2 separate regions of the Ovis aries genome follow, and region 2 is linked to region 1. Evidence: chromatin contacts called from public Hi-C data. All regions are on one chromosome and are shown on one strand. The core of a region is the stretch at or near the end of the contact, and the rest is flanking DNA. Distances in the headings are between cores, read along the strand shown. Region 1 has its middle 37 kb from the start of TRNAC-GCA. Region 2 holds the start of CDO1 (cysteine dioxygenase type 1).

Region 1 (6,820 bases), core at 2,103-4,602:
CCAAAGAAGCATATCATTATATCATAAATTTGATTTAATATTTAGGTAACTGTATTTTTAAATAATTATTTTTATTTTTTCCCTAAAAGTCGTGCTTTTCATGCATTTAAAACATTATTCTTGGGAACTTTTCTGGTTGCCCAGTGGCCAAGACTGCACTCCAGTGCAGGAGGCCCAGGTCCTATCCCCAGCCAAGTAGCTAGATGCAGATGCTGCAACTAAGTGTTCACATGTTGCAAAGACCCCACAGGCTGAAAGGAAAAGACCCCTCATGCAGCAGCAAATATTGAAGATCCCACATGCCATAGCTGAGACCCAGCACAGCCAGATACATACACAAATAAAACGTTATTCTTAGCAAAGGCCTGGAGACATCAACAGTTCCAGAGAGGTTCATGATACAAAATAAGTTAGGAAATTTTACTTTAGAGCAAATAAAACTAAAGTTCAGATGTATACAATTTTAATGTCAGTAAATAATTCTTATGCCAAGAAAGGTAAGCCATCTTATATGGAATCAGCCTTAATAGCCATCAACAGATGAATGGATATAGAAGATGTGTGTATATGTATATTATATATGTACAATGGAATATTGCTCAACCATTAAAAAGAATGAAATTTTGCCATTTGCAGCAACATGGATAGACTTGGAGGGCATTATGCTAAGTGAAATGTCAAAGAAAGACAAATCCTTTATGATAGCACTTACTTGTGGAATCTAAAACAAACAAACTAGTGAATATTACAAAAAGGAGGCAGATTCTCTGATACAGAGAACAAACTAGCAGTCACCAGTGAGGACAGGGAAGGGGGCAGGCAACATAGGGTAATAACTATAAATGGATTATAACTTTTAAGAACTGTGAATCACTATATTGTATATCCATAATATACAATATTTTACATCAACTAAATTTTTTTAAATGAGCAAAAAAACCCCACTAAGGTTAATTTCACAGATAAAAGTAATAATGGTCTTTTACTCCTGTTATGAGATTAATAGTCCATATGTCAAACAAGTCTTTTTTATTTTGTAAAGACCTAGCATAAAGAAAGGGTCACAAAGAGTTGGATACGACTGAGCGACTGAGCGTAAAGAAAATAACAATGCCGCAGCCATCTAGAGATAAACCATCTTCCTAAAACTCTAGATGTATCTTTTTTTTAGAAAGAAAACTTAAGTGAAAACAAATTTTTACAAGAAACATGATTTTTTCCTTTTAATCAAGCAAGCAGTATTTACAAAGCCCTTATTTATGACATTTCTCCTCTTTAAATGACAAAGAGGATGTTTGGGAATTTCAACGGGATTTTTCTAAGCAATAGACCCAAATCCCATTTTATGTTTCTGAATCTTAAACAGAGGAACCATCCTCATCCAGCCTATCAAAATGATGAGATTTGTATAAATATCAGTTTAGGAATCCACAGTTATTGCCTGGAATGTATTCAGACTTGTGGCCATTTTCTAGCTCAGGAAGGACATGAGATCTTGTTCTTGATCTTGAGAAGGACAAGATCCTGAGAAGGACAATGACAGAGAACTGAGCAGTAACTCATTCGCATTTGTCTGGGCCAATACATTCTAGGGTGTCCTTGGACTTTAAAAAGTTCAGCGAAGGATGGCAGCAACGGAATAAAGGACAACAGAGCTTGGTGAGGGGATATTAACTGTTGGAGTTGAGGAGAGGCTGCTATATCATGTGCTGTCTCAGTGTCTGCAGAGCGCATTGTGTAATCCCTTTGCGTGTCCCTCAGTGGGACATGCCCTTTGCACCCACGCTGAGTTGCGTAAGTGAAGATTTCAGTCTTTCATTTTGCCTTATCGGTGAGGATGCTGTTTATGATGCAAGGACATCAAGACTTATGGGCTAGAGGAACACCACTCATACTCTCCTCCTCTCCCTCACTTCTCAGTGGTCTGAGTTTGCAGCAAGTTGCTGTGCATCTTGGGTGATCATAGGAGGACTGGGAAGTGCCATCTGAGAACCAAAGTGAGAAGGACCAGGGTGGAGGACTATCAGGGTTCAGGGTTCAAAAGTACGGCACCAACTGGCAGAAATGCTGCATGTTTTTGAGGTTTGTCTGCTTCTGACCATCCAGGCTCCATAAGCCATGCTCATTAATAAACAAGGAGTGATCCACATGGCATCTGGTCCCATCACTTCATGGGAAATAGATGGGGAAACAGTGGAAACAATGTCAGACTTTATTTTGGGGGGCTCCAAAATCACTGCAGATGGTGACTACAGCCATGAAATTAAAAGACGCTTACTCTTTGGAAGGAAAGTTATGACCAACCTAGATAGCATATTCAAAAGCAGATACATTACTTTGCCAACAAAGGTACGTCTAGTCAAGGCTATGGTTTTTCCAGTGGTCATGTATGGATGTGAGAGTTGGACTGTGAAGAAAGCTGAGCACCGAAGAATTGATGCTTTTGAACTGTGGTGTTGGAGAAGACTCTTGAGAGTCCCTTGGACTGCAAGGAGATCCAACCAGTCCATTCTAAAGGAGATCAGTCCTGGGTGTTCTTTGGAAGGACTGATGCTAAAGCTGAAACTCCAGTACTTTGGCCACCTCATGCGAAGAGTTGACTCATTGGAAAAGACTCTGATGCTGGGAGGGATTGGGGGCAGGAGGAAAAGGGGAAGACAGAGGATGAGATGGCTGGATGGTATCACTGACTCGATGGACGTGAGTTTGAGTGAACTCCCGGAGTTGGTGATGGACAGGGAGGCCTGGTGTGCTGCGATTCATGGGGTCGCAAAGAATCAGACATGACTGAGCAACTGAACTGAACTGAACTGATCCACTGAAGACACTGCAAGTGAGGCCTGTGGACAGGAAGCATCATCCAGGAGCTTGTTAGCAATCCCGGTTCTGGGGATTCCCCTGTGACCCAGTGGCTAAGACGCCATGCTTCCAATGCAGAGGGGCTGCTTTTTGACCCCTGGTCAGGGAACTAGATCCCACATCTGCAATGAAGAGCTTGCATGCTGCAGCTGAAGACCTCACATACTGCAACCATAAAGAAAAGATCCTTTAAGGCACAACTAAGACTTGGAACAAGTAAATATTTATTATATTTAATATTAATATTAAAATTATTAAATAAATACCAGCATTTATTTATTAATAAATTTTTAAAATAAATTGAGATTCTTGGGCCCCAGGCTAGACTTCCTGAGTCAGAATCTCAGGAACGGAACCCAGGAATCTGTGTTTTAACAAGCCTCCCAGACGATTTTTAGGCCCACCAAGGCTCGAGGAGCCCTGACCTAGGCAACCACCAAGAGACTACTCTTCTGAAGAAGAAGGATGTCACTGTGTCACTGGGCAGCAGCAGCATGATGGTATGTTTATTAAGCAGCCAAAGCTCTACCCCAAAGGGCACCAAAGCCAAGATCTTATTGGAAATAGACCAAGGGGGAAAATCCATTAGATTTTCTTTGGATTGCTCAACTACATCCATGCCAGTGAGTTTGCAAAACATGCCACACCTCTCCTATGACTAATTGTTTTGAAATTGCAAGCAAGAGGAGAGGTGGAGTAGTTCAGAGAATTAAGCCAGAACAAGTTGTTTAGGTAGTTTGAAACTTTTTCTGGTCATTCCACTGACTTTGTCTAAATAAGCTGAGAGCCAGGACAGTATCTTACTCATGCTTTTATTACTAGCAACTGGCTCAGAGACTCACTCACTATAGCTGCTCAGTGAATGTTGAAAACTGAATAAATGAATGAATGAAATTAAATGAAGCTTTTGTCTTTATTTCCATGTATTAGTTTTATACTGCTGCTCAAACAAATTACCATTATTTTAGACTCTTAAGCAACAAAACTATGCCAAAGCCTTTGACTGTGTGGATCACAATAAACTGTGGAAAATTCTGAAAGAAATGGGAATACCAGACCACCTAACCTGCCTCTTGAGAAACCGCTACGCAGCTCAGGAAGCAACAGTTAGAACTGGACATGGAACAACAGACTGGTTCCAAATAGGAAAAGGAGTACGTTAAGGCTGTATATTGTCACCCTGCTTATTTAACTTCTATGCAGAGTACATCATGAGAAACACTGGGCTGGAAGAAGCACAACCTGGAATTAAGATTGCCGGGAGAAATATCAATAACCTCAGATATGCAGATGACACCACCCTTATGGCAGAAAGTGAAGAGGAACTAAAGAGCCTCTTGATGAAAGTGAAAGAGGAGAGTGAAAAAGTTGGCTTAAAGCTCATTCAGAAAACGAAGATCATAGCATCCAGTCCCATCACTTCATGGCAAATAGATGGGGAAACAGTAGAAAAAGTCAGTGGCTGACTTTATTTTGGGGGGCTCCAAAATCACTGCAGATGGTGACTGCAGCCATGAAATTAAAAGATGCTTACTCCTTGGAAGGAAAGTTACGACCAATCTAGACAGCATATTAAAAAGCAGAGACGTTACTTTGCCAACAAAGGTCTGTCTAGTCAAGGATATGGTTTTTCCAGTAGTCATGTATGGATATGAGAGTTGGACTATAAAGAAAGCTGAGCACTGAAGAATTGATGCTTTTGAACTGTGGTGTTGGAGAAGACTCTTGAGAGTCCCTTGGAGTGCAAGGAGATCCAACCAGTCCATTCTGAAGGAGATCAGTCCTGGGTGTTCACTGGAAGGACTGATGCTGAAGCTGAAACTCCAATACTTTGGCCACCTGATGCAAAGAGTTGACTCACTGGAAAAGACCCTGATGCTGGGAGGGATTGGGGGCAGGAGGAGAAGGTGATGACAGAGGATGAGAAGGTTGGATGGCATCACTGACTCGATGGACATGGCTTTGGGTGGACTCTGGGAGTTGGTGATGGACAGGGAGGCCTGGCATGCTGTGGTTCATGGGGTTGCAAAGAGTCGGACATGACTGAGCGACTGAACTGAACTGAAGCAACAAAAAATTTATTATCTTATAGTTCTCCATGTCAGAAGTCTAGAATGAGCCTCACTGGGTTAAAGTCAAGGTGTCAGCAGGGCTGCATTTCTTTCTGAAGGCTCTATGGGACAATCTATATCCTCCAGCACATGGGTAGTTGGGAGAACTCAGTTCCTTATGGTTGCAGTACTGAAGTACCCACTTCTTTGCTGACTGTCAGCTGGAGGTACTTACCTCAGTTCTAGAGGTTGCCCGCGTTCCTTGACTCATGATCTCTTTCCTCCAACCTCAAAGCCATAAACAGAAGGTTGGGTGAGTACCCCTCAGGCACTGAATCTCACCTGCAAAATTCCAATTCTGACATGTCTCTCTGACTGACTCTTTCACCTTCTCCCACTTTTAACAGCTTATACAGTTAGATTCATCCTAGTCAAATAAGATCCATATCAAGATTCACAATCCTCACTATATCTGCAAAGTCTCTTTTGCCATATAAGGTAACATATTTAATTCTACAAATTAGGACATGTACAACTTTGGGGGCCATATTATGCCTATGACACTCTATTGGACAAAGTATATTAAAATCATCTGAATCTCAGGAATTTGGTGGGTAATAGATATGATATTCTTATAGAATGCATTGGCACAGGCATAAACACCCAGAATTGGCCCTTTGTGAGATGATGAATTTAGAGAAACTCATAGCTTTCTACTAACACCACTTTTAAAACTTTCCCCCCTATACCCCCTCCTTCTTCCATACAGAGCTGGACAGCACCCAGGCTCTTCACCCTTCCTCCTCTTTCCTTTTCCTGCTTTCCAATCAAAACATAACAGAAATAGTTATTGATTGGTTTACTATATACTGAGTATTTTCACACAAATCATCTCATTAAGTTACCATATGATCTAAATTCAGTAACTGTGTTCTCAATTTAGAGGAAGAGGAGTTTTAGAAAGTTTAAACAGCTCATTCAAGAGAGTAAATGGTAGAGCTCAGATTCTATTACAAGTCTCTCTTTTTAACCATTGCAAATTCTACCTCCTTGTGATGGCTTATTTACATATTTCCTCTACCCCAAGAAATAAACAGTAAACTTAATTCAGGCTTATATATTCACTAGGTGATATGCAAAGAAATATATATTAGTCAGGGTTCTCCAGAGAAATAGAACCAGTAGGATATATATATGTAACTACATGTATATATATGAGGAATTAGCTCATGCAATGGAGAAAGAAATGGCAACCCACTCCAGTGTTCTTGCCTGGAGAATCCCAGGGATGGAGGAGCCTAGTGAGCTGCTGTCTATGGGGTCGCACAGAGTCGAACACGACTGAAGCGACTTAGCAGCAGCAGCAGCAGCAGCTCATGCAATTGTGGTATACAACCTGCAAACTGGAAAACCTGAAAGTGGGAGGCATAATTTGAATCCGAAGGCATGAGACTCATAGGAGTCAATGACATAAATTCCAGACACAGTCTAAAGGCCCATATTCTAGGAGCATCAGAAGCATTGATGTCTATGAGCAGAAGGTGGATGTCCCAGAGCAAATCTACCCTTCCTCCACCATTTCATTCTATTTGAGCCCTCAGTGATTGGATGATCCATCCACATTGGTAAGAGCACTTTTCTTGACTCAGTTTGCTAATTCAATGGTAATCTCTTCTGGAAACACCTTCACAAATACATCGGGAAATAATATTTTACCAGCTATGTGGGCATGCTTAGCCAATCAAGTAATACATAAAAATAACCATCACAAGGCCTTTTATAAGAAGATCTCAAGCTGTAACAAACAATTCCAAAGGTGAAAATCAAGGCATCTTGTGATGGGCGGGGAGAGGAAATGGAAACATCTGGTTTCACTTGGTCACATACATTTACAAAGCCCAGCAGAGTAG
Region 2 (6,820 bases), core at 2,529-5,028, 110 kb after region 1:
CAGATAAGCAAATGCACTCTATAAACCTAACTTTCCAAAATCTTATAAACTCATGTTTCCTTTCTTGTACCAAAAATGGGTCTGGATTATTGCTTGTTTGTTTTACCATTTTCAAAAGACTGAGGAGGACCTGCTTAAAGAGGTAATTATCCTTGACTGGTAGTAAGACTTGCAAATGCATAAGCTGAGGAAAAATTACAGAACCAAGAACTGGTATTAGTCTAAGTTACCTCATTTCTATATAAAGAAAAGAAACAATCAGCTTGAAGTAGAAAGCAATTTTCCAAATTGTTTTTCTAGTTTCACATCTGGATGCTTTGGTCTTTGGCCCGACAATTGTTTACACACTTCAAAGCACCACAAAGGTCAAGTTTTAGCATAATTCCATAGAAAGTTTAACTCCAGAGAACACAGAGGTTCAAATTAAGCCGGTTACTTCCCACCACCTCCTTTGATTCACCACTCATTTGAGGGGCAGGTCTCTCATACATGGTATATGCTAAACCTCATGCTAATTCCCATGAGGAGTTTTGCTGGGGTCAGGGAGCACTGTGAGCAATCTGGGATGCATTAGTGCTCACAGACACGCAGCTCCTCCACTCGGCACTTTTCATATGCTGGACTAAGCACTGTAATCGATATCCAGACGAGCAGTTGTCTTACCTGCCGTGTCCTTCACCCCAGCATAGAACCATGAGGTTAAATTTTCCATTTCCTTGATCCACAAGATTTCGAGTATACCTAAAAAGAACATTTAGGAAGTTGGAATTTGTTTAATGAGACAAGCACTGGGAGAAAAATGCCATACAGCATCATTAATTTACAAATGCTAATGTTTTTACCTCTCAGCGACTTTAAATGTGGTTGTCTAGTTAGAGATTGAGCACAAATGAAAGCGAATATTTTTCTATGGCTCATTTTAGACATTTTTGTATTTTGAATCATTGTTCACAGACAGCTACTCAGTTTCAATCAGTGGCATGAAAAAGGTAACCAAAAAACCCTCAAATTCCTTGATTTTTCAGGTGACAGCCTCAAACTGATAAAAACAAAAATAAAAGTTTCTCACAGAAAGCATTTTCAAAGTACATTACTGCTCTAAGCAAGAATGCTGCTATTGTCTTTTTTCCTCTTCCCTGTAGCTACACCAGAATTTGAGAACCAAGGTTTTATTAAATAGCTGTTCTAGAATTCTCCTTAGTTTTACTACAGCCAAGACACAACCGACAGGCACATTCAAAAGCGTCATAATGAAAAATCCTCCACTGAGGGACCTAAGTACCAGGACAAAAGTCACTATACTTGTGAAGTAAAATAATACCCTAAACCTTTTACAGTGAAGAGAAACTAGCAATTGGCCTCCAAAAATTTCAAAACAACCCCACCCACACCACCCCACCTCAAAAAATCAACTTTAAAGTTTCTGTTGGTCTAGCGGGTTCTCTTGATGCCCTCCAATTAACAAAGTTAGGTAATTAAGACATTTATTTAAACTCATTTTTAAGGAAAGAAATCCTTATCCCATTTTGTTTGTTCACAAGCTCATCTGCTCACTGTGCCCCACACGCCCCCTCCTCCCCTCGGCTAGCGGCCAGGTGCTGGCAGAGCAGGATCCCTGAGATTGATTAGTGGATTCGAGGACAGTTATCCTTACTTTGCAGCCCTTTATGATCTGCCAGGGGCCGTGCGCGTGGCCCTTGACCCTGGGAAACGGTTTCTGTACTAGCGATCCTATTCTCCTTCCCCCGTCCTAGGGGCCTCCTCTTGCTGGCGCTTCTTGCAGAGAATTTACTGCCTAGCACTTTCTCTGCGTTGCTTCTTCCGCACTGGCCATCCCAAGGCCAGAGATCAAACTCCTTCACTGTACTGGGACACTTGATACATGCACAAAATATGGCATTGATTTCTGTTCTCCCATCTCCCTCCCTCCTCCAGCTACAGTACCCATCATCTTACTGAGGCGTGCTTCAGAAACCTGTGGAATAGGTCAATCCAAAGGTATCAAGTGGTTTCCAGCTTGTCGATCAAGGTAAATTCAAGGCCTTGGAAATGCCCTTGTTCTACAGATTAAAAGCTCTTACAAGCTATCCTGGTTAACTGATTTCACTTGGTCAATAATAAATCTAGGTAGAAGAAAACTATGATGGCACCTTATGTCTGTAAGAAGTTTAGTAGTGGTTTAGAGTGTAGGCTCGGGAACAAGAATGCTAATTTGAATCCTGGACATTAGTTCTTATGCAGGTAATCAACCCTCTCATTACCTCCTCCTCCTCCCCTGTAAAACAGGGATAAGAATGGCACCTATGTCACAGAACCGTTGTGAGGTAATAAGTTAGCTCAGGAGTCAAGTCATCGGAAGAGTACCAGAGCCCTCCCCGCCCTCAACACAACCAACCATTATGACCCAAGCGCTGGCTACCCTTCGGAAAAAGCAATCCTCACTCTTCCGGGTGATTAAATTTTACTTCTCTCCCCAGAGGATTGGTGGTGCTTCACGTTTCAATTTTACTCAATCTCCGAGCCAGGGCTGCAATGAGCAGCCACCCGGTTCATCTCACTCTAGCACAGCTGAGGAGCGGCGGCGGGGGGCGGGGGAGGGGTCTTCAATTTACATTCCAGACTCTCAGATCTAAAGGATAAGAAACAGCATATGGCTTGGGGGCTGAAAGAGAAGCACTCATTTGAGAACCAAACAGTGGTTTTAAATAAACCTGCAGTCGGGGGAGACACATTGCTTTGGGAGAGGGATCAGCATAGACTGAAAAACAGCTGACAACCCCAGGTCGTTATTTTATATTAGCAAAAATGCTTGCCGGCGGACGCCTGGTTGCAGGCGATCGAGGGAGAAGTGGTGAGAATTAATGTCGCTTAATTGCGTCTGCCACAGTCACCCCTTTCTCCGGACCGCTGTTGGACCTTCTCCTAGGAGCACCCCGGGTTAGTCCAGCCAGTCCGAGCCTGAGGGCGTCCAGCCCCCTGGGGCTCCCCGCATCTTCTCCGCGGGCTAGGCGAGCGAAGGCTCCAGAGCGGGGTGGGGGGCGGGTGGAGGGCTACTGCTCTGGACGCCAAGGTTGGGAGGAGTGGCTGTTCGGAAACCGAGGGGTTGATCAACGAGAAGAGAAGAGAAAACTTGCAGCGGTGTCCTCCCCTCCGGGAGCCTGTCGCAGTCTCGGGCCGGTGGGACCCACCTTCGGCCCGAAGCGCCGAGCGCAGGCCCCAGGGCTCGCGGGCATGGAGGCGCGGGGCCGGGGTGCGGGAGCCGGCTGGGAGCACCGCGAGGGTGGGCGCTCCGCGGCGGTCGAACCCCCTCCTCCCGCGCCGTTCGCCGTTGGGCCGGGAGGCCGGCGCCGCGGAGCCTCGGAGACCCGGGCGAGAACGCGCTCACCTGTACTGGTCGAACTTGGCGTACACCGCCCACTCGGCGGGGTTGCTCTCGTAGGCTTCCAAGACGGCCTGCACCTCCTCCACGTTGATCTCCTCGCCGGCGAAGAGCTGGTGCAGGACGCGGATCAGATCAGCCAGGGTGCGGGGCTTCAGCACCTCGGTCCGCTCCATCCCCGAGTAACTGGCGGCGCGCGGCTCGCTGCCGGGCTGCGAAGAAGGAGGAGCTGAGCGAGCCGAGGAGCCGGAGGCGAGAGTTCCTAGGCGCTAGCTAGACAGTTACACGCGACACAAAGCCCCCGAGTGCACGAGGGCCACGGCGTAAAGAAGCCCGTGCCAAGATACCCGCCCTGGCGGGTCTGGGTACGCGCTGCGCACACAAATCCGGACCCAACCTCGTAGGTTCAGCCTCCCAGGGCCCTTTTAAAGCTCTCGGAATCGGCGGGAATGTACCAACGTCCCTCGGAGGGTGGGGAGAAGCGGGAAGCGACCTGAGAAGAGGGCTTAAAGCGGAGAGAAGTGTGCGGGTAAGGCCCACGCAGACGGCCCAGGCTCTCTCGGCACCCTCGCCCTGGCGGAACGCTGTCCTCGCGGGTCGCAGCGCTTGCGGTGGGCTTCGCGCAGTCTCTGCACAACCCCCCGGAGCAAGGCGCCTTTTGGCGGCGCATCCAAACCCTTCTCCCCCGCCCAGCTCCCTGAGGCTCCGCTCTGCAGCCTCGGTTCACAGTGCTTGGACGTCGACAGAAGGGGTCCGGAGAAGGGGAGGGCGATTGGGAGGAAGAAACGGGAAAGAAAGGGGATTTTCTTCTAAATGGAGCCGAGGGATTGTGAACAGTTCGCAAAGGTTGAGGATGGATTGCACACCTAAGGCTGGAGAGCGACTGTTCTGCCGATTGAAACCATCGATAATGTGCTTCAAGGCTAGGTGAAAATAAATCAAAATCTTCTTTAAAAAAATTTGAATGTGTTGTACTTTAAATTACAGTTTGACAAGGGAAGCTTGTGTCTAGGGCAACCTAGTGAAACAATAGAAGGCCGGGTATCCCTCTGATTTTTAAAATAAAACAGTTCCTTAATAATATATTCAATGCAAAGACCTGATGTTTCCAGTAATGGGTCAAAGAAATTTAAAGCGTTCTAGTTACTTCAATATCTCAATTTTAGGCTTGTGCTTAAAGGATAATACCACTGGCACTTGTTGGTACCAGTAATACACACAAGAAAATGCATTTCTATGTTCTGCATAGCACACAGCAAGCTTTGAGATGAACACAAATTAGGTATGAATGAAAATAAAAGTGAAGGACAGAAAAAAGTCAAGTAGAGAATCCTTCTTTCTTACTATAGATAGATTAGGGTTTATTAAAAGTCTAGACTTCTGGAAGACTGGTTTGTTTTTCCTAGATTTTGCTCCAAGGTATTTATATGTATGTACATATGTATGACAGAGAAGGCAATAGCACCCCACTCCAGGACTCTTGCCTGGAAAATCCCATGGGCGGAGGGGCCTGGAAGGCCGCAGTCCATGGGGTCGCTAAGAGTGGGACACGACTGAGCGACTTCACTTTCACTTTTCACTCTCGCGCATTGGAGAAGGAAATGGCAACCCACTCCAGTGTTCTTGCCTGGAGAATCCCAGGGAGGAGGGAGCTTGGTGGGCTGCCGTCTATGGGGTTGCGCAGAATCAGACGCGGCTGAAGTGACTCAGCAGTAGCACATATGTACGAATATCTGTATATATTGTTATACATGTTAGTACTCCAGAAGCCAACCTTTTGTGGTGTGTGTTGCAGAGGTGGTTAAAGAATTATAGGACAAAGTACTAAAAATTTGTACCCTTTTAGTCATTTGCTCAAAATTTTTTATTCTTATGTTTCCTGTTGTTGTTCAGTTGCTAAGTCCTACTCTTTGCAACCCCACGAAATGCGGCACACCAGGCTTTCCTGTCCCTCACTATCTTCCTGAGTTTGCTCAAACTCATGTCCATTGAACTGATGATGCCATCCAACCATCTCATCCTCTGTTGCCCCCTTCTCTTGCTCTCAATCCTTCCCAGCATCAGGGTCTTTTCCAATCAGTCAGTTCTTCGCATCAGGTGGCCAAAGTATTGGAGCTTCAGCTTCAGCATCAGTCCTTTCAATGAATATGCAGGGTTGATTTCCTTTAGGATTGACTGGTTTGATCTCCTTGCAGTCCAGGGGACTCTCAAGAGTCTTCTCTAACACCACAATTCTAAAGCATCAATTCTTTGGCACTCAGCCTTCTTTATGGTCCAACTTTCACATCCTTACACAACTACTGGAAAACACATAGCTTTGACTATACAGACCTTTATTGGCAAAGTGATGTCTCTTCCAAGGAGCATGCGTCTTTTAATTTCGTGGTAGCAGTCATTGTCTGCAGTGATTTGGAAGCCCAAGAAAGTAAAATCTGTCACTGTTTCCACTTTTCCCCCTTCTATTTGCCATGAAGTGATGGGATCAGATGCCATAATCTTAGTTTTTGAATGTTTAGTTTTAAGTCAGGTTTTTTGCTTTCCTCTTTCACCCTCATCAAAAGGCTCTTTACTTGCTCTTCGCTTTTTGCCATTAGAGTGGTATCATCCACATATCTGAGGTTGTTGATATTTCTCCCGGCAACCTTGATTCCAGCTTGTGCTTCATCCAGCCCAGCCTTTCACATGATATACTCTGTATATAAGTTAAATAAGCATGGTGACAATATACAGCCTTGACGTACTCCTTTCCCAATTTTGAACCAGTCAGTTGTTCCATGTCGTTCTGTTGCTTCTTGACCTGTATACAGGTTTCTCGGGAGACAGGTAAGGTGGTCTGGTATTCCCATCTCCTTTAAGAATTTTCCACTTTTTGTTGTGACTTACACAGTCAAAAACTTTAGCATAGTCAAAGAAGCAGAAATAGATTTAAAAAAAAAATTATTCCCTTGCTTTTCCTTTGATACAACAGATGTTGGCAATTTGACCTCTGGTTCTTCTGCCTTTTCTAAATCCAGCTTGTACATCTGGAAGTTCTTGGTTCACGTACTGTTGAAGCCTACCTTGAAGGATTTTGAGGATTACCTTGCTAGCATGCGAAATGAGCGCAACTGTATGGTAGTTTGAACATTCTTTGGCATTGCCTTTCCTTGGGATTGGAATGACAATTGACCTTTTCCAGTCCTGTGGCTATTACTGAACTTCCTGTTGAGTCTCTTCATTACTGAATACCTCTTTTCAGCCATTTTAACTCACAAATATTGGGAATGAAAAACAAAAATCAAATACAAGCTTAACTTCCCTGCATTTCATAGTGGATTACACTTCCCTTAATTTTTCAGACAGTATTTTCTTTTTCTAGCTCCTCTTGACATTCAGAGACCTCAAGGATATATATATATATGTATATATATATATATGTATATGTATATATGTATACATATA

Evidence for each region. A called contact is a pair of places that touch in the nucleus more often than the background predicts.
Region 2: a contact with region 1 is called in a Hi-C map of liver, with 2.7 times the contacts expected there. The contact joins the promoter of CDO1 here to the enhancer-like site in region 1. A contact is called at or near these places in 2 of 16 Hi-C or Micro-C datasets (liver and mixed tissues).

What each region holds. Positions count from the first base shown.
Region 1 is chr7:4,560,094-4,566,913 of ARS-UI_Ramb_v3.0, forward strand. No RefSeq gene overlaps it. Among named protein-coding and RNA genes, the nearest start is that of TRNAC-GCA, 37 kb to the left of the region's middle. Within about 2 kb of position 3,353, at least 7 of the 54 cell types and tissues checked have an H3K27ac peak or open chromatin away from gene starts, as enhancers often do. A contact at or near this core is called in liver, where this site is marked.
Region 2 is chr7:4,666,730-4,673,549 of ARS-UI_Ramb_v3.0, forward strand. It overlaps CDO1 (cysteine dioxygenase type 1), which reads right to left and starts at 3,779. Exons shown (of 5, transcript XM_015096777.3): 1 at 3,386-3,779; 2 at 664-741. The coding sequence starts at 3,555.